Regions from separate parts of the Mus musculus genome. Here all the other regions are linked to region 3. The links are chromatin contacts, called in public promoter capture Hi-C maps. All regions are on one chromosome and are shown on one strand. Each heading gives the region's core, a stretch centred on a gene start, on an enhancer-like site or on the middle of the called end of the contact. The rest is flanking DNA. Distances are from core to core; before and after follow the strand shown. Region 1 holds the start of Mzt2 (mitotic spindle organizing protein 2). Region 2 holds the start of Pkp2 (plakophilin 2). Region 3 has its middle 7.9 kb from the start of Igll1. Region 4 holds the start of Spidr (scaffolding protein involved in DNA repair).

Region 1 (4,631 bases), core at 128-2,627, 990 kb before region 3:
CCCCAGATGAGAGGTGTTCGGGCCTGGCCTGAGATGAACAGGAGCTAGACGTGGCCCTCGGAGGGGGAGGCGTTGTCTGCTCTGCTCTCTGAACACTTCCTTGAGGCTGTGTGGTAGATGGAGACCAAAGCCATGTTTATTCCTCTACCTGTGCAATGGAGGCATGATGAAGAGGTGAGAGGGAGTCAGAAAGACCAAGTCTAGCTTGCTTGGACCAGTCTTTGGTCCAGCAGTACAATCCGAAAGGTGGAGCCAACTAAAGTCCCTGAAAGGTGGATGGGTCTGCAGACCTTGGGAGGAGGCCTATAGACAGGTTGAGCAATTCTAAGACAAGCCGGCACGAGGTTCTCTACTCCTTCCCCACCTCGGCCACCCTCTAGGCAGAAGTACCCAGCCCATCTCTAACCTCGGGTCTCTGATGTGGATGTAGACAGAGATATGGGCACCGAGTCCTGGGGATCGCTTGCCAGCCGCTGCCCAGCACACATGGACTTCAGCATCTGGAAGACGGCGAGGGGAGCCACATTCAGATTCAGCAAGTCCACCAGGATCCTGGGGAAACAAATGCAGTGCTTAGCGAATACTGAAAGCCACAGGGCGGACATGCTCTAGGAGTCGCGCCAGCTGGGTCACCGTCTTGAAACCCCTTAAAGAGACACGGATATCTTAGAGTAGCAGATGCAGGAATGAGGAGTCCTAAAGCCGGCATTATCTGTAGGGAGTATGAGCTCAAAGTCCCGACCCCCGCTTTCTCACTTGAACACATCGGGGTCGATGGCGGCGCCAGCAGCCTGAGCTAGCTCGTACAGCTCCATCTCCTCGGCCCCCAGCACTTTCTTCCGCCGAAGCGCCAGCTTCTGCAGCGTTGCTGTCTCCAATCCTGTGGAAACCGCGAGTGCAGCACCACCAGCAGCAGCCGCCGCCGCCGCCATTCGTATAGCCTGAAAAGGGATCTGTGTTGGACAGAGTCTCTGCAAGTCAACAGCTCCAGCACCGAGGCGAGAGTTCCAAGAGGCCTTTACACAGTCGGTTACTTGACTTGTTCGGAACGTCTACTGTGCACAGGGCAGTGTGCTAGGCATGGGGTGGGGTGGTGGGAAGCTGATCACTGCCTGACGATCAGACTTGGACTGCTGGCTTAGGTAGCAGACCCCAGAATAGTACCTGGCATATACCGGGTACTTAGCAAATGCCTGTTGGATGACGAGTATTCACGATCTCGTGTAATTACCAGTTCTGTTGACGGTCCCTAAACAGCTTTGCTTTTAAACGGATACGCACTCCTGTCCCCCGACCCCGAAATACATAAACTTGGGGAGTAAAGAGCAACTGAGGACGTCACTGCGCACGCGCCTTGTGGCCAACTGCTTCTGCACTTGATTGGCTTTTGCTTTTGCAGGCGCTTTTCCCGGGAGGTTGAGCCGCTTTTCCCAGTAGGCAGGGGTGTGGCCTGACGCGCAGCTTGATGACGCTATTTCCGGGTTGTGTGTCTGGATAGCGGCGTCTATTTCTGAAGATAGGTAGGATGGTCATTTTGAACTCAACACGTTAGCTTGGCCGGTGTGTTGAGAACTGCAAATGTTTGGCCGGTTACCATGATTGTCACTGCCATCGGGAAAGAGTGGACCGGGGGAGCCGTCCAGAAGTGCCTACACAGTGAAAGGGGACCAGGAGGGGCATCTAAAATTTGTGCGGGGGCACTCTTGGAGATATTTTGTCTCCTGATGCTTTGTCCATTTTACATTACTAGTCTTTTGCATATGTGTGTGTATCCGTATGTGTATGTTTGTTGATTGGTGTTTTTATTTTTTCAATTTGTTTTATTCTGGCTTGATTTTTTTTAAATGTGCCTATTTGCTAGAAAAGAGAGGAGGGAGAGAGAGAGAGAGAGAACTTGAGAAGGTAGGGAAGTGGCAAAGTTCAGGGAGGAGGTAAGGGAGGGAAATCATGATCAGATTATAGAGTATGAAAAAATATTTTCAATATAAAAATATATTGGGTGAATAGTCTTCATTCTTAGGGGAAAACGTATTCATTACCGGGAAGGGGAGAATTTAGAGCATCTAGTCAGTTCTCAGCCTTCCTTCTTTCTTCCTTATACTGAACACAGCTTCCCTGGTTCTGCACTTCCGGTCTTCATATTTGGTGAACCTTTGGCCAGTCACCAAGGTCCAGATCTAAGGACTAAACACCATTTCCATGTTGAATGGTGCGTCTGTCACAGTGAGGACCATGGTGACAGTAAGCTGCTGGTGACTGTGAAGAGCCAGTGTGGGCTGTGGGGAATGAGTCTGGCTCCAGGAGCAGACATTACAGGATGTATGTGCATCTAATCTGGCACCTGCTTCCCAGGGTGGAACATCAGGTGCTTGTTTGCAGGATTCCAGAATATCTCAGGTTTTCGCAGAACTGTGGCCATGATGTAAATGTAGGGCCTCCCTGCCTCATTAGTTTATTGTAGGATTGATGGCTCCAGGAACCAGCTCCTATTGGTCAGAATGCCCAAGAGTACAAACTGGAGGCAAATCGAAGTGAGGCACAGCATCATCTCCCTAGCCAGACAACTGTTACCTGCATGCCATCAGCTCTGCCTGTTTGTAGGAGTATATCACCTCAGGTCCATGGATGGCCAGTGTCCATTCATAGAAGGAAGGTCAAGGTAGGGTCATTGGACCCTCACATAAGTCACTCCGCCATTTTCATATAATTCTGACATAATCATACATGGCCTCAACTTTAGGAAAGTCCAGAGGACTAAATTGCACAGACTTAGAGACCTTAATAAAGGGCTCTTGTACTAATACGCACTTAAAAATTCAAACATTTATGTACACACAACATGCTCATACAAAATCTCTCTCTCTCTCTCTCTCTCTCTCTCTCTCTCACACACACACACACACACACACACACACACACACACACTGTCTTGGCTAGTGTTTTGCCAACACGACACAAGATAGAGTCATCTGGGAAGATCCTCCATTGAGAAAATGACCCTATCAGATGGCCTGTGGGCAAGCCTGGGGTGCATCTTTTTTTTAATTGATGACTGATACCAGAATGCCCAGGTGACTATGGCTGGTACCGCACCTGGGCATGTGGTCCCGGATGGTATATCAGAGCAGGTTAAGCTAGCAATGGGAAATAAGCCAGCAACATTTCTCCATGGCCTTTGCACCAGCTCCTACCTTTGTGTTCTGTCTTGAGTTCAGGCCCTGATTTCCACAGATGATGGATCACAACTTGTGAGATAATATGAGCCCTTTTCTCCCCAAGTTGATTTTGGTCATGGTGTTTTATCAAAAGAATAGAAGCCCTAACTAAGGCCCATATTGTTACGTATTCTTTCACACTGTTATACTCTCAGATGCTCACATGTGACTCAGTGTCATATACATTCACAACCATGTTGCATGCAAGTATATATTCTCACACTTGAATGCTTACATGCCTGCATGCTCACACTGCACACACAGTGTGTTAAACACACAACCTCACACAGAAATGCTTGAAGCAAGTAAACATGCCCTTACATACACATAGTGTATTAGTCAGGGTTTTACTGCTGTGAACAGACACCATGACCAAGGCAAGTCTTATAAAAAACAACATTTAATTGAGGCTGGCTTACAGGTTCAGAGGTTCAGTCCATTATCATCAAGGTGGGAGCATGGCAGTATCCAGGCAGGCATGGCGCAGGATGAGCTGAGAGTTCTATGTCTTCATCCAAAGGCGGCTAGTGGAAGACTGACTTCCAGGCAACTAGGGTGAGGATCTTATACCCACACCCACAGTGACACAACCATTCCAACCAGGTTATACCTATTCCAACAAGGCCACACCTTCAGATGGTGCCACTCCCTGGTCCAAGGATATACAAACCATCACACATAGTAACACCCTAATACCTTTATACATCTTTGAACATACGTATACACTCTTCGCTGACTAGTCTTTCTCAGCTTAACTCAAACTTACACATTAACAGAGTAGAAATCTCAATTGAGGAATTGCCTCTATCAGTTTGGCCTGTGGTCATATGTGTAAGGTGTTTTCTTAATTTCTATTAATGAAAGAGGGCCCAACCCACTGTGGGTCATGCTCTTCTTAGGCACATATGGGTATGGACTGTAAAAGGTAACTGAGCACACCAAAAGAAACAAGTCAGAGGAAGCAAACCAGTAAGCAGCTTTTCCCCATGGTTCCTGCTTTCCAGTCCTACTTTCCATACCTCCTTTGGCTTCCCTTGTCGGTGGACTGAACTGTAAGCTGAAATAAACACTCCTTCCTTCCCAAGTTGCTTTTGATTATGATGTCTATCACAGCAACAAAATGTAAATTGAACATGATGTTACACACTTTTACACCACAAAACACACACAATATATATACACTCATGTAAGCATACACAATCTTAAGTACTTTTCTTCTCTCACCCACAGTCACACATTCACACCTATTGTTTCCTACACATTCACACATGGACACACACAGAGAGACTCTATTCCATGTGGTCACAATTTCCCCTTACATTATTGTGCAGCTGATTCACTGGCACTCACTTGTACTGAATATACTTATGCATTTGTCTCTGTACACTGTCATTTCTATGCATTCCTGAGCATGCA
Region 2 (5,032 bases), core at 59-2,558, 640 kb before region 3:
CCAGAGTGAGTCCTGGCCCTGCAGAAGCAGGCGCTGCAGTTATCTTTTAAAGCAACAGACCTGGGACTTTCAGAAGGAGCTAGGAGATAGATGAAGGGAAACAGGTTGCTTACAAGGGGCTGGTGACAGGATTTGTTGCTGTAATTTAACCGTCATAACATTCTTGTTTTCGGTAAGCTCTCAGCATCACATCTGTACATTATTTACACCTGACTTGGCAAGCCAAGCTTTTGGGCACAATTTACCTAAAGACTGGCCCAGTTGCTTTTGCTGACCTCATAGCTCCCACCTCCAGAGCTTTCCTTATGACCTTTGACTATGTGGCCTGTGGAGAAAGAGTGACTCGTCCCTGATTTCCTCGATGCTCGAAGGCAAAACAGGAAGCCACATTAACTGTTTAGTTAGGAACCGGGGAAGAAGAGAAGTTGTGTTCCCTAGCTGTTCCAACAAAGGTACAAACCCTAGCAACCAAAGGAAAAGACCCCACTTGATAACAAACATAGATGTTTTTCTTTTCTTCTCCCAAGTCTAAATACCAGTATGTGGAGAGTAGCATCGGTTGTCAACTTTAAGTTCAAGGACCCTTCTGTTGAGCTTAGCTCTTGTTCTTAGCCCAATTGCATGTGAAGCATAGTTAATAGCATGATAAACTCAAGTTCGGGAGATTTAAGTGAGAAACCTCGTTCATGAGTTCCCCTGCAAAGAGCTTGTCATAAAGAGGGCTTAGTCAACGTTAGAAGAGCTATTAAAACTGAGTATTAAAAGTCATCTTTTCTCTGGGCCTCTTATTGGAGTTTCTCTGTGTGGGCATGTTCCTTAAGAAGGAAGTGGGTGGACAAGAGCGCACTGGGTACAATTTGTGTATTTGCAAGAGCAAGCAGAGGCTTTCACTGAGGGAGAACATATGTTTCTGGGGCTCCATCTGTACAAAAAGCTCGGCGTCCTGAAGTACTACGGATAAAAAAAAAAACCTTTAAAATACGTCTATTTCATACATGTTTCATTATCTGTGAACGTTTGGAACAGTGTAACTGACCCTAACTAACTAGATGTGCTACTCACAGCAGAAGTTCCCAGCTGCACCTGTCCTAAGGGCAGCTCCTCCCACAATCCTTCGCGAGCCGAGAATACGTGGGGGCCTCAGAGGACGTGCTCGCCCCGGGCGGAGTGCGCCTGCTTTGCAGGAGCCACGCCCCTGTCCCCTAAGGGCCTGGGTCCTACGGGGCGGGGCGGGGCGGGGCGGGGCGGGGCGGGGCGGGGTTTGCTGCCGGTCCCCACGCCTCTGCGGCTTTGCGGGCAGGTCCTGGCAGTCCCTCCTGGTCACTCCGCCGACGCGATGGCCGTCCCCGGCTCACTGGCCGAGTGTGGCTACATCCGGACTGTGCTGGGCCAGCAGATCCTGGGTCACCTGGACAGCTCCAGCCTGGCCTTGCCCTCCGAGGCCAGACTGAGGCTGGCCGGCAGCAGCGGCCGCGGCGACCCGGCGGCCCGGAGCCAGCGGATCCAGGAGCAGGTGCAGCAGACCCTGGCCCGCCGGGGCCGGAGCTCTGCGGTCAGCGGTGAGTCGAACCCCACCCGCCGTGCTAGTCGTAGGTCTCCCCGGTGCGAACCGGTGTCCGCCCGCCCACCTGTTGCTCACCTTACCTTTTCCGGCTCGTGGTTGGTCGCTTTGGACACGCTTCCTCCCTAACCTTTGGTTCTGGTCTACCTTATTCGTTTGTTAATTACACAATTGTCTGTATTAAAGAATTCGATCGGTTTCACCCTTCGCCGCTCGCTCCGGGTTCTCTCCCTGAGATTCTAAAAAACACTTTGAAATTTTATGCAGACTTTGGTATGCAAGATTGATCTTCTGGAATAAGGCGCTTTGGGCTTTTATTGAGATGTTTTAGAGTTTACGACTCTCTATAAATATTTTTAGAAAGAAACCTTCAAAGCCCTGCGGTTCCTCCATCCTCTAAATTGAGGTTACCTCGTCCAAGTGCTCCACTCCGTATCTGCGACTAAACAAATTGAGCAAGTCGGCTTTGGGTCTGGGAGCAACCTGAACACCCTGCGGAGGATAAGGAGGAAGGAGACTTTGGCCAGGCTGAAGGTAGCCCCGCCTGCCCACCTCACACCCACACACCAGAACCAACAGATGCGTGGGTGCAGAACCGCCCTCATTAAAAAAAAAAAAATCAACCCCCCACCACACAGACTAGTTGACAGAAGTGTGGTTGATCAGAAAGATCAGAAGCTCTGGTAAATGTGATTACCATTAAGAATAATAATGCTTCCGTGCCAGCATGTGGATTTCAAATAGCAGAGTCTGGGAGGCTGTCCGCTTTTCAGTTTGTCTAAAGGTTAGGGCAGTTGATGTTTGCATACTTGAAAAGTAAAGAGGTGTTTAATGATTGCAAGCTCATGTAAGTGAGTGCCTGTAACGTCCCTAATTAGGCTATGTGGTTCGCACTTTATATTATCTTCTTAAAATGAACTGTGTATTTTTTTCCTTTCTCTTTCCATATGTGTAGATATAGATACGATTTTTAAGATGCAGCCTCAAACTTCCCGTCTCCGTCTCCCATGTGCTGAGATTACAGACATGGGCTGGGTTTACTGTGGATCCAAGCTTAGAGACAAGGAAACTGAGCAAATAAAACAGTCAAGATTCCAGACAGAAAGTGGCATAGGTGGTATATAAAAGCCAAAATGTGGAGTTTTAAGTCGATCATGAGTTAACATATTAAGTGTTTGATTACTAACACAAAATGAAATTACTTGGGAACTAAACTTCCCTGTAACGACTCCTTTTCCTCTAAGTAAAACTAAGGAAGTTCTAAGAGGATGGAAAGGTTTACACAGGAAAGAACTGCTTTAGTTCCTGGTGAGAAGAAAAAGCAAACCTTAGGGTTAGGAATGTGGCAAAGGACTCCAGGATGACTGAGGGCAGTGTCTGGCTAGTCCTGCCATTGCATCCTGCAGTGTGAAAAGCCTCATGCCCAGTGCTAACGTGGAACTGAAGAGCCTTCTTCCTTATCTTGTAAGGGTGGCCAGCCAGAAGAACAAGCAGGCATCAACTAGTAAACAAATGGTGGGAGTGGGGGTGGGGGTGGGGGTCCAGTGTAGGAGGAAGGAACAGGGAGCTTTGCTAAGCACTTTGCTATCATATGGCAGCTGGTCATCTCCAATTTCATGCATTTCCATTCTGTTATGTCCTTAAATGGAATTGGAAAGGTAGATGAGCTAGATACTATAAGGTGATCATTTTAGGGGTGGAGTGGGGGGAGGCATATATCTATCAACAGCTGTAGGATGATGGTCCAAGTCCTAGAAAATTGGTGTCTCCTCTCTACGGAATAATACAGGAGCTGTTTGGTGAATTCAACCACTGCCACTGAACGTGTTCTTCTCCAAGGGGCATCATTCTGGTGCTGAATTAAACACACATTTGGTGTGCTTTGTAACAAGAAGTTTAAACCCAAGGAAATGCAGTCATGAATCAAAAGCCCTAAGTACCCAGAGAACAGCAAGGGTGCCACAGAGCTTTCAAATGCAAAGTTCTCCCAGCCAAAGAGAATTTTGAAAATCTGTTTGGAGGAACTGTGATATTAGCTCACCAGTCCCACCCCCACACTCTGAAACTAGGAGCTTTAAATCTCAGAAGTTTATTAGGCTTGTGCAGGGAGCATAGCTGGAGATGCATGCGTTACTGTAGAAGTGTGCACGGATATTTCATAGTGCCGAGTTGACATGAGAGAACAAAGACTCAGCCTTGGTGCTTCTGTTCCGTTGAGTGGTTTTTTCCAACTAAGGGATAAAGCCCTGAGCTATTTTTGATTACCACAGAGCTCTTTGGCAGGCTGCAGAGAAGTGCAGCTTAGGCGGGGGTAAGGCATCAGACCCCTACTCTGAAGGAGGTCAGCTACAGGGACCGGGCTTCCCTGTACCCTGGAGCAGCAGCAGGAGGTGACTCCCACCTGTTTAACTGAAGTACTTTGGAAGTGTTTGGGACTTAGAGTGGCTGGATTGCTTTATATTTTCCTTATATCCGTGTCCTGTCTGTAGTGTGGAAACACAGCACTGAAACAGTGCTGATCTGGAAAGAGTGACCCTGATGTTACTGCCCTTAGCCCCAGTACCCTGGAGAATTCTGGATTGTTGACATACCAGAAAGGATGAGGCAGCAGACAGTCTGCCGAAAGGTTTGTGGTTAATGCCTTGTAAGGCTTTTTCACCCTCCGTGGCTTTCTTACGGTGTATGGTTTCCCTGGAAATCACTCACTGACTTTTGGTATCATTTTAAACTGGTGAATATTTTAAAGTCAGTTTTATCTCTTAGGTTCAACGGTGTGTGTGTGGCTGCATTATAAAATATGTATATGTTTTACCAAATTTTAAAATCTATAAAAGTCAGAATGAAACATTTAAAAGTGGCAAAGAAAGCTAGCAAAGCTAGCAAAAAATGACTATAGTGTAAAACAGTTTTACTTACTACCTTGTCTTTCTCTCTCTCTCCAGTGCCCAAATAGGAAGAAATTGTAGTATGTAATGCTTATAACGCACAGTGAACTATATTCCAATTCATTTTACAAGGTCTTTGAAGAGCTACCATAAAAACTTTAGCCATGCTTGTTACTTACACGACTTCCTGAAGAAGCAACTATCAGTACTGGAGATTAGAGTGGATTCTGGAGAGAGGACTACACATTTATCCTGGGCTTCAAATGGTGCAGTTAGAAAAGCCAAGTGTAGTGGCTCATGCTCATAATCCCAGCACTGAGGTGGCTGGGGCAGGAGAATGGCTGTGAGTTTAGGACAAGCCTAGTCTATAGCATAAAACCCTGTTCGTAACACAAAGCCAGCTAACAGGTGCTGCTGCAAAGAGAAATTGTTTCATAATTGTCATTTATAGTTGCCAACAATAGACTTGCCCTTTCAGAGAAGTAAAATAAAAGCTTTTAATGATTTTTAACTAGACTAGAAATTCAATTTTAATGTAAAACCAATGCTAAGCTAACAAGATAAAATAGCATAAAGCTTTGCACTG
Region 3 (4,565 bases), core at 1,626-4,125:
TTCTGAGCAAATACTTAAAGAATCCTGTAATAGCACAGAAGATCCAGAAGCTGATGGACATGGGTCTGATTGGAATTTGGTAATAACTTGCTTTTCCACTCTTCCCTGCACTGATAAGGAAAGGCAAGCTGGGACGGTGGTGAGCAGCACTGGGTAGAGAGGGGAGAAGAAAGGTTTATCTTTGTATTTATACATGTCTACAAGGAAGACAGACTCGTCCAGCACGACCTCGGGCCCTCCCAACACACACATGGTTCACTGCTGCCCTCAATTCCAAGTGTCCTTCCCTGACCACTCCCAGCCTCCCCATCACTGTCTCAGCTGCTCTCTTATAGTTGGTTATTTTTTATTTAAGGTCAGTGGGTGCATACGGGGAGGGAGGGGTATTCTTCCCTACTGAGGGTCCCAGCTGTCTTTATTTGTTCTCACCTATGTCCCTCCTCAATTAAACAAGCCACTCAGGTGTGATTTAAAAAAAAAAAAGCCCAGCTAGCTTAGTTGGTAGAGCATGAGACTCTTAATCTCAGAGTCATGGGTTCAGGCCTCATGTTTGGCACCATCTATAGTGTGCAGTTATAAATCAAACAGTTCACGATGTGGCTGGCTAGGCACTGGCAACTGCAGTCTCACCTGCTCCCATGGTTCCCAGTTCCCACAGCTAGTTTGCTGCCAGGCTGTTCACACTTCCCAGGTCATCTACCCACTGTGGCAAGCCTGCAGAAAGCCTGCTATTGCTAGCTCAGATTCCCTTAGCCCTATAAAATGATAACACCACAGACTTTTACTATACCATCCAGATTTATAACAGTAATTCTCCAACCCCAAAATGCCCATGCAAAGAACACATAATATAACTGGTATAAATTCAAACTGCACACCTAGATCAAGCAAATGTATCTTACATTACTTTTTTCCATCTATGAAATCCCTAGCTACTTGTGGCTCATCCAGGCCACATGGTTCTGTTTCATCTTCCTTTTCCTCCATCTTCTCTCAGTCCTCCATCATCTCTCTTCCTCTCTCTCTCTCTCTCTCTCTCTCTCTCCCTCTCTCTCTCTCTCTTTGTGTGTGTGTGTGTGTCCCCTCTCTAACTTTCAGCTCCACCTTTTCCTTCCACTCTCCAATCCGATGCTGCATGTGCTTCCACTTATGGTGCAGGAGTAAACCGTGAAGACACTCCGAAGCTGGTGACCTCCTAGGACAATAGCAGATGTTTCCAGGGTGAGCACATTGTTTCATAGCCCTACAGAGCTTTTGGAGAGTAGGTGCCAGCAGGGGGCGATATAGGATATGCCCCAAAGCTCAAAACGTTACAGAATAAAGTAATATCACACACACAAAGTAAAAACCAAATACAGGAGCTTACATGAGGAGCTTCAGCACGTCTCTCCCACCTGTGCAGACCAGAAATAACCAATGGAGAAGCCATGAGAGTCTGGATGGTTTCAGAGAGCTCCTTAAGCTATTGAGTTGTTTACTTGCAGAGTTTTGACGGACTTCCAGAAGTGTGGAATATTTCCTAACTCCCTTTAGAACATCCCGAGTCTTCTATGCACAATACCAAGCTTCAGATTCATTTCAGATCCAAATTAACAATCACTGCCTCATACTCCACTGAAGATGCAATACACATCTTTTCTCTGACTGAATCTGTGCTGGATAGTTTTATGTCAACTTTATGTCAAGCTGAAGTCATTTGAGAAAAGTAAACCTCAACCAAGAAGATTCCCCCACCTGTGGGCAAGCCTGTGGTGCACTTTCTTGATTGCTGATTGGTATGGAAGAGCCCAGACAATTGTGGGTGGTCCCGCTCCTGCCCTGGACCAATGGGTCCAGGGTGTATAAGAAAGCAAGTTGAGTAAGAGAGAGGCACAAGCCTGTAAGCAATGTTCCCCCACAGCCTCTGCATTAGTTCCTATCTTGAGTTCCCACACTGACTTTCCCTGGATGGTGGAATACAAGCTGTAAGCTAAAATAAGCTCTCCTCCCTCAAGCTCATGTTAGTCATGTTTTATCACAATTGAACCCATAACTAGGACAGAAATTGGCACCAAGTCTTAGAGTGTGAAAACTTGCTTGACTGGGTAAATTAAGACTGGTCAGTTAAGGCTGCAAATAAACTAAGGTTAAGAAGAAACCAGCATTAAGGAAGCAGAACCTTCTGGGAAGTGTTTCCTCGGGGTCAGCACACAAACCTATAGTGCAAACAGGTCCAAGCCTGGACCTCGTGCTGGCAAACAAACCTGGTAATGTGTGGGATTAAAACCATGCCAGGAGCCGGGCGTGGTGGCGCACTCGGGAGGCAGAGGCAGGCGGATTTCTGAGTTCGAGGCCAGCCTGGTCTACAGAGTAAGTTCCAGGACAGCCAGGGCTATACAGAGAAACCCTGTCTCAAAAAAAAAAAAAAAAAAAAAAAAAAAAAAAAAAAAAAAAACACATGCCAGGAAGTTTGTTAAGGTAAAGCAGGTCAAGAGGAAGAGACTCGTGGGCACACACCTGAGGCTTAGGTGACTCCCAGCTCCCTGCCAGACTCCTGACTTGGAACACATGCCATGCTTCTCTCACATAAAAGAAACGTGGCCTATGGTCACATAGGCTCAAAACAGAGTTCTCCATGCTAATGAGGAACCTAGGCCGGGAGGGCTTAAGCCCATAAGCTTCTCTTCCTAGACATTCCTCCCTGCAAAAGGAATTTAATCTCAGGCCCACCCTGAGAAGTGGTTTTATGCATCAATTTTCCATCATCGACTGTCTCTTTCATCAAGATTCACCATGAGGAACCTGGAGAAGGTCTTTGTCTACAGAGCCACATCCTGTAGAAGGCCTCTCTGCACTCCCAGCCACAACTGCCACCAAACCTGCCTCTGTTAAGCAAAGGACACTCACCCCATGAGACAAGCCAGAGCTCTCCTTCCTCCCCACCCCCTCCCCAGCCCCAGCTAGATGCTGTCCCCAGGCCATGTGGCCCCTGACTCTGTTCTCTGCTCTTCTGTGACTTCCAGTGGCGCCTAGATGTCCAAGAGTCTAAGAACCCCATGGCCCTGGCAATGTCACAGACCCAAGGACCCCTAAATCAGGTCCGACTTTCCCTCATCTCAGACTGTGCTTTCCTATCCCAGGAGCACTTCCCTACAGCTCGTGAACTCACCCGGAAGGCAGCACAGGGTAATCTCAGTCAAACTCCCCAAGTTCCTCCTCCCCAAGCAGCCGTGCCCTGCAGCTGAGCAGACTCAGGCCGACAGTAATGTGTAAGTTTCCCAGGTAATACTGGTTGTGAAGGCATAAAGAGTCATGGAGAGCTGCCGAGTCTTGGCACCATGAAGAGCTTGCTGGTAAACGTGTAGCCTAGGTTGAAGTAGGAGCATTCGAACTGAAAGGGTCTTAGAGAGAAGTTGACACTTGACAACATATAGCAGGACCAGAGTCCCTGCAGATGGCCCAGGAGACTGTTGGTGAAAGTGCAACTCGATTGCAACAGGAGCCTGCAGAATGTTAGAGATGACAATATCATGGGATAACCACCAGGAACAGCAGCAACTCTGTGGTATAGAGCTGGCCTGAGCCTCTGATGGGTGATGCATATGCTTGGCCAGCCCTTGGGAACTAAGAAGTCCCAAAGGCCTGACGTCGAGCTTTACAACATCGAGCTTTACAACATGAACCTTTACCCTGTTTGACTTTGATTTTGCCTTGATCTGATTGTGATGCTGCCTGGTCCTTCCCTCTTGGAATATGAAAATATTTAACTATTTCGTATTTTACAGGAGCCCATAGTTAAGAAGCTTTGGAATTTTACAGATATTTGGAGTTTCAGAGAGACTGGATATTGTAAGAGACTGAACTTTTAAAGTATTGAAATTTTTAGGGACTGTGAGACCCTTAAAATTAGAATATTGTATATTGTGATGTTGATATTGATATGAAACCTTAGGAACAACAAGAAAGCAAAGGTTATGCTGAATTATTTGTGAGTGAAGTTGACAAAGGGTCAATTGTGCTTGCTAGGTTAATGACAATTTGACACAAGCTAGAGTCATTTGGAATGGGGAACCTCAACTAAGAAAAAAATGCTCCCACCAGATTGGCCTGTGGGCAAGTCTATACTGCATTTTCTTGATTGATGATTGATATGGAATGGCCCAGGTGGATATACCACTCCTGGTGGTCCTGGGTGTTATATAAATTATGCTGAGCAAGACATGAGAAGCAAGAAGCAGCCTTGGCCTCTGCATTAGCTCCTGCCTCCAGCTGCTGTTCTGACTTCCTAGATAATAGACTACAAACTGTAAGCTGAAACTGTCCTTCAAAAGTTGTGTTTGGTCATAGTTGGGTTTTTTGGGGGTTTTTTTTGTTTGGTTGGTTGGTTTTTGGTTTTTGTTTTGTTTTGTTTTGTTTTTATCACGTCCATAGAAGCCCTAAGACAGAATTCAAGAGCATGCATGGATCTGTTGTGTCACCACCTGGGAAACCAAGCTGTGGAAGGCAGACGGCAGGAAACACCTGCTAAAGGAGCCAAAGGAAGAGTTGGTGAGGGACCTCAGAGTTCAGCCATCTTAAAAAGCACA
Region 4 (4,870 bases), core at 2,285-4,784, 710 kb before region 3:
TCTACACAGCTCATTGAACCTGGAGAGGTCCAGCTGGTGCCTGTATGGAGTTTTCGCCCCTATGTTCTAGTCTCTTTGGTATAGGAAGGTACTTTGCAGGCTACCAAAAGAGAAAGCTGGAACCTATCCTGCCCTGCAAGATGCGCAGAATTTGTGGGAGTGGCCAAACAATGTTTGGTTTAACTTGAGACTCATGCCACAAGATAGAGGCCATGACCTAAACTGCCTGAATGGCCAAGAACCAGAGACTGGAGAGCTCTGAGATCTAGGGTAGAACCAAATATAACTGGACAAAAAACAAAACAAAACAAAAAACAAAACAAAACACCTAAATGATCATTAATGATATTCTGCTATATTTACAGATCAATGTCTTACCAGTCATTCTCAGCGAGGCTTCCTCTGGCAGCAGATGTAAGCGGGTGCAGAGACCCAGGACCAGACATTATTCAGAAAGAGTCTAAATTGGAGGTCTCCATCGGGTCCCTCCCATAGGAGATCTGGGAACCCAGTAGAAAAGGGAGAGGAAAGATTGTGGAAGTCAGAGGGGACAGAGGACACCAGGAGAACATGACCCAACTAAGTAAGATTCACATAAACTCACAGAGACTGAAACAGCAAGCATGGGGCCTTCATGGGTCTGCAGCAGGTTCTCTGCATATATGTTATGGCTGTTAGCTTCATGGGTTTGTGGGACTCCTAACAATGGGAGCAGGTGTGTCTCTGACTCTTTTGCCTATGCTTGGAACTCTTTTCTTCCTATTGTTTCCTTGTCCAGCCTCTATACGAGGGCTTTCATCTTGTCTTTTTTAATCCTGTCTTGTCCTGTTTGACTGTTACCTCTTGGAGGCCTGCTCCTTTCTGAAGATGAAATGAAGAGGGAGTGGTTCTGGGAAAGAGCAAAGAGGTAGGGGATATCTGGAAGGAGTCCAAAAAGGGGAAACTACCAATAGCTGGCATTTCAGTACAAGGCAAAACATAGTTATAATACTCAATACTCAGTAATTAAATGCCAGAACCAGAAAGAAAACTGGATTCAATAAGGACACAAAAACATTGTAGGTCCCTCAAACTGAAGTGAAGATAAACTGAAATTTCAATAACATAACTGGAAAACTCAAAGGAAAGCCTAACAAGTAGAAATGAATCAAACAGAGGACAGAAGATCGGGACTGGAAGACAAAGTAGGGACTCTAAACCCCCCAAAAAGCAAAGAGTATGAATTTTTTAACTCACAGGAAAGGAATACACCAAGAAATCTGGGATACAATGAAAAGATCAAGCTTTCAAATAATTGTAATAGATGCGGAAGAAGAATCCCAGGTGAATGCCATAGACCACAAGATCTTCTCCAAACTAAGGAAAAACACACTCAGACAAAAGAAACGAACAGAGCATGAAACACAAGTCCAGTAAAGAAACTATTCCAAGGCATAACGATGTAGTTAAAACACTAAGTATACATAACCTGCCATAAGCCCTGCTCCCTCCACCAAAAGCAAATTAATTAGCCAACCAGTTAATTAATTAAATGAAAGTCAGGTGTGGTGGCATATGCTACTTGTAATCCTAGAAATTGAAATGTAGATCAAAGATGAGTAATTCAGAGTCGGCCTGTGTGACATGAGATCCTGTCTCATTTGCTGTTGACAAAGTTGTGAGCCATCCTATGGAACTAACAAACTGAAACTTACCACAACCACCACCACCCTGGCCCCTACCTCAGTGAATTTGGGAGAAGACTTCTCTGGAGAAGTCTTGGGAGAAGCTACAACCATAAGCTTAAACTACAGTCAGAATCCTGATAGCAATACTTGTGGAAAGCTGCTTCACTTTTGAGACAATCTTTACATAACAGTTAAGTAACACAACTACTGAAAAGAAAAGCTATTGGAAACTAATAAAATGAAGAGGGCAGAAAGAAATAACAAAAACAACAGATTTCTAAGTTAGGAAAAATTGCTAGGGCCCTGATAAGCTAAACAAATGGTTTCATAACACACTGTAATTTCTTTATGCTGTAGTGACAGCTAAAAATCGCAGTCCAGGGCAAACTCTTAAAGTTGTGAAAAGGCGCCGGGCATGGTGGCGCATGCCTTTAATCCCAGCACTTGGGAGGCAGAGGCAGGCGGATTTTTGAGTTCTAGGCCAGCCTGGTCTACAAAGTGAGTTCCAGGTCAGCCAGGGCTATACAGAGAAACCCTGTCTCAAAAAACCAAAAAAAAAAAAAAAAAAAAAAAGAAGAAGAAGAAGAAGAAGAAGAAGAAAGAAAGAAAGAAAAGAAAAGAAAAGAAAAGAAAAGAAAAGAAAAGAAAAGAAAAGAAAAGAAAAGAAAAGAAAAGAAAAGAAAAGAAGCCGGGCGTGGTGGCGCACGCCTTTAATCCCAGAACTCGGGAGGCAGAGGCAGGAGGATTTCTGAGTTCAAGGCCAGCCTGGTCTACACAGAGAAACCTTGTCTCGAAAAAAAAAAAAAAAAAAAAGTTGTTGAGAATAGGCACAAAGTCAAAATTTGGAGCTGGGCAGTTAGGAGAAGTGAATGAGCAGCTATAAGAGTGAATCAGGACTTTAGGGACGCTTAAATAAATGTATACAGTTAGCAAGGGTATCGAGGGCTGCAAGAACTAATTTATGTTAGATGTAGAAATGTTTTAATTCCTTGATTTTTTCATCTTTTAGTCTTCCTGAAATTTAAATTAGTCTTTTAAATCATAAGTTATACGTGCTTTTACTCTCTAAATAAGTTACAAAGTTCACAGTGTCATCTTTCAAGGCTATCTGAGAAATAAGTACGAATGGTAGTGTTAAGGGAGTTTAGCATTTAGTGAAAGGAAGAGCAGGTGAGGGAATGAAGCACCGTTTGCTGTTCTAAATTTTGAGTATTATGAAATAATCATCTGTAAGTGAGGAACTTTGAAAAGGCAAAATATGATCCAAGAGAAACACAATGTCGGAGAAATGTAGAGGATCGCTTAAATTTCATCCATGTAACAGTTCCTACAACAGTGCCTACAGTATACAGGGACTGCGGGAGACACGGGAGAAGCACGCCTCTCAGAAAGTTTAGGCGGGAAAGCAAAGTGTAGCAAAAGATGCCTGGGACAGAAGAGATACTCCAATACCCACTACTGTCTTGGTGTGTTAAGCAACAAAATAAAACGGAGGCAAATGAACTGCCAGACGCCAGCTCACACTCACTCCGAATCAATTCGTCCTCCCTGTCAGCCACCCACCCGCTTGGTTCCCAGGACCATTCAGCAGACCTGGGCAGAGGCAGAGCGAGGGAACCCTGCCTAGACCGACCGCCACCAACGGGCTCGTGCCGGTCAGACTGGGCGCACCAGCTCCCTTCACCGGACCAGGGACAGGCACGAGAAGCCCACAGAGGTTACACGCCCGCCCTCTGCTTTCATAGCAACAGCACAGCGTACCTTGGACGTGCCGGGGCGGCGGGCTCCAGACATCTCCTACGTGCACAGTCTTCCTGCTCGCCGCCCCATCCGGAAGCCGCCCATCACGCGCCCCGCCCCCTTCCCTCTGGCGACGCCCCTTCCCGCGCCCCGCCCCCTTTCCTCCGGAGACGCCCCTTCCCGCGCCCCGCCCCTTGCGAAAGCCGTCGTCTCAAGTTCCACGGGCTCAAACTGAGGGAGCTGCTGTCTAGGCTCTTCCTCTCGCTCTTTAGGGAGCCTGAGAGCTGATCTACAGGTCATCCTCTCTCCTAGCTAAGCAAAGCCTTAGAGCAGTAACCAGTGATGTGTTAGAATAGCGGGTCACCAAGAAGCACACTAGGCCCAGGCAGTTCAACGTGAAGAGGTTTTATTGAGAGGGAGAGATAAGGGAGTGGCAGAGAGAGAAGAGAAGAGAGCGAGGAGGGGGTGTTCTCCTTATTTATATGGAAAATGATGTAACACAAGTAAGGGTGGGAGGTGAGCCAAGTGAGTTCTGGGATATGGTGGTCGTTGGCTTGGCAGCCGTAAACTAGAATTCAATAATTATTGTTAATTAGTAATAAAACATAAGTAAGCCAGGAAAAGGAATAGTACTTCTCTAACTAATGAGGAATTCTTAAATATAAAATTCATAAATATCAAGAGCAAAGATTTCCTATTTAAAAAAAAAAACTATAGGAACACTAGTTGGATTTGTTATAAAGTAGGTTTCACATACTATAGATCTGGGAAAAGCCAGAGAGCTTACATTCTTAAATTTCTAGATGCTGGTTCAGGGAACATTTTAATGTGGAAGATGAAGCCGTTCCTTGGATGTTTTAAAGCGCTAGGACATAGTTGTCTATGTATGTTCAAACCAGCAGGACAGAGAGCTGCTACTTGAGTGGAAACTGGATTAACAGGGTTTCTAGTGTCGAAAAAAACACTAAATAAGTCCTTGTCAAGAATGTGTTTGCATGGGACTTAAGTAGAAACTAGATTAGCGGAGGCATATTCTATAAAGATATATATTGAAGAAAATATTAAATAAACTATATTGTTGAAAACTTGGAGTGGACAATGGAAAGGATTCTCAGAAAGTTGTATTTACAGATGTGTACAGAAGAGGAGCTTAGAGCCTGGGTGGTGACTTTATTCTCTAACTGAAAGATAGGCAGAGTGGGAAACAAGGCCCTTAATGAATTAAAAATACTACTGCAAGTGGAGCAGTTTTTGATATGCCATTCTGCAAAGGGGGACTACAGCATAGGAGAAAAAAGGACAAAATGACTGGCTTACTGACGTAACACAAGACAGTGGGGTTTTCTGTCTGCTTTGGGTTTCTGTTTGTTTCTTCCACTGGTTAGCTTGTTTGTTTGTGTTTGTTGAGACAGGGTCTCTCACTACTTAGCCCTGACTATCCTAGAACTTACAGTGTAGACCAG

Evidence for each region. Promoter capture Hi-C pulls out the DNA fragments that hold promoters and counts their contacts.
Region 1: a promoter capture Hi-C map of pre-B cells shows a contact between it and region 3, with 4 times the contacts expected there. The contact joins the promoter of Mzt2 here to the enhancer-like site in region 3. A contact is called at or near these places in 4 of 39 promoter capture datasets (hippocampal neurons, liver, pre-B cells and 1 more) and 5 of 115 datasets of contacts at active chromatin or transcription factors (the 230-238 cell line, embryonic stem cells, large pre-B cells and 2 more).
Region 2: a promoter capture Hi-C map of hematopoietic stem and progenitor cells shows a contact between it and region 3, with 2.8 times the contacts expected there. The contact joins the promoter of Pkp2 here to the enhancer-like site in region 3. A contact is called at or near these places in 15 of 39 promoter capture datasets (the 3T3-L1 cell line, 3T3-L1-derived adipocytes, the C10 cell line and 8 more), 3 of 484 Hi-C or Micro-C datasets (cortical neurons and nephron progenitors), 10 of 115 datasets of contacts at active chromatin or transcription factors (DN3 thymocytes, acute myeloid leukemia, bone marrow-derived macrophages and 4 more) and 1 of 9 other capture datasets (embryonic stem cells).
Region 4: a promoter capture Hi-C map of pre-B cells shows a contact between it and region 3, with 3 times the contacts expected there. The contact joins the promoter of Spidr here to the enhancer-like site in region 3. A contact is called at or near these places in 5 of 39 promoter capture datasets (hippocampal neurons, liver, pre-B cells and 1 more) and 1 of 115 datasets of contacts at active chromatin or transcription factors (extraembryonic endoderm stem cells).

What each region holds. Positions count from the first base shown.
Region 1 is chr16:15,861,992-15,866,622 of GRCm38.p6, forward strand. Mzt2 (mitotic spindle organizing protein 2) reads right to left here and starts at 1,378. Exons shown (of 3, transcript NM_029354.3): 1 at 757-1,378; 2 at 407-552. The coding sequence starts at 932. It overlaps Gm41425 (a long non-coding RNA gene), which reads left to right and starts at 1,446. Exons shown (of 3, transcript XR_875934.2): 1 at 1,446-1,520.
Region 2 is chr16:16,212,037-16,217,068 of GRCm38.p6, forward strand. Pkp2 (plakophilin 2) reads left to right here and starts at 1,309. Exons shown (of 13, transcript NM_026163.2): 1 at 1,309-1,559. The coding sequence starts at 1,337.
Region 3 is chr16:16,853,781-16,858,345 of GRCm38.p6, forward strand. It overlaps the pseudogene Gm5768. Among named protein-coding and RNA genes, the nearest start is that of Igll1, 7.9 kb to the right of the region's middle. Within about 2 kb of position 2,876, at least 29 of the 459 cell types and tissues checked have an H3K27ac peak or open chromatin away from gene starts, as enhancers often do. A contact at or near this core is called in acute myeloid leukemia, hematopoietic stem and progenitor cells, pre-B cells and 1 more, where this site is marked.
Region 4 is chr16:16,143,317-16,148,186 of GRCm38.p6, forward strand. Spidr (scaffolding protein involved in DNA repair) reads right to left here and starts at 3,535. Exons shown (of 20, transcript NM_146068.4): 1 at 3,429-3,535. The coding sequence starts at 3,461.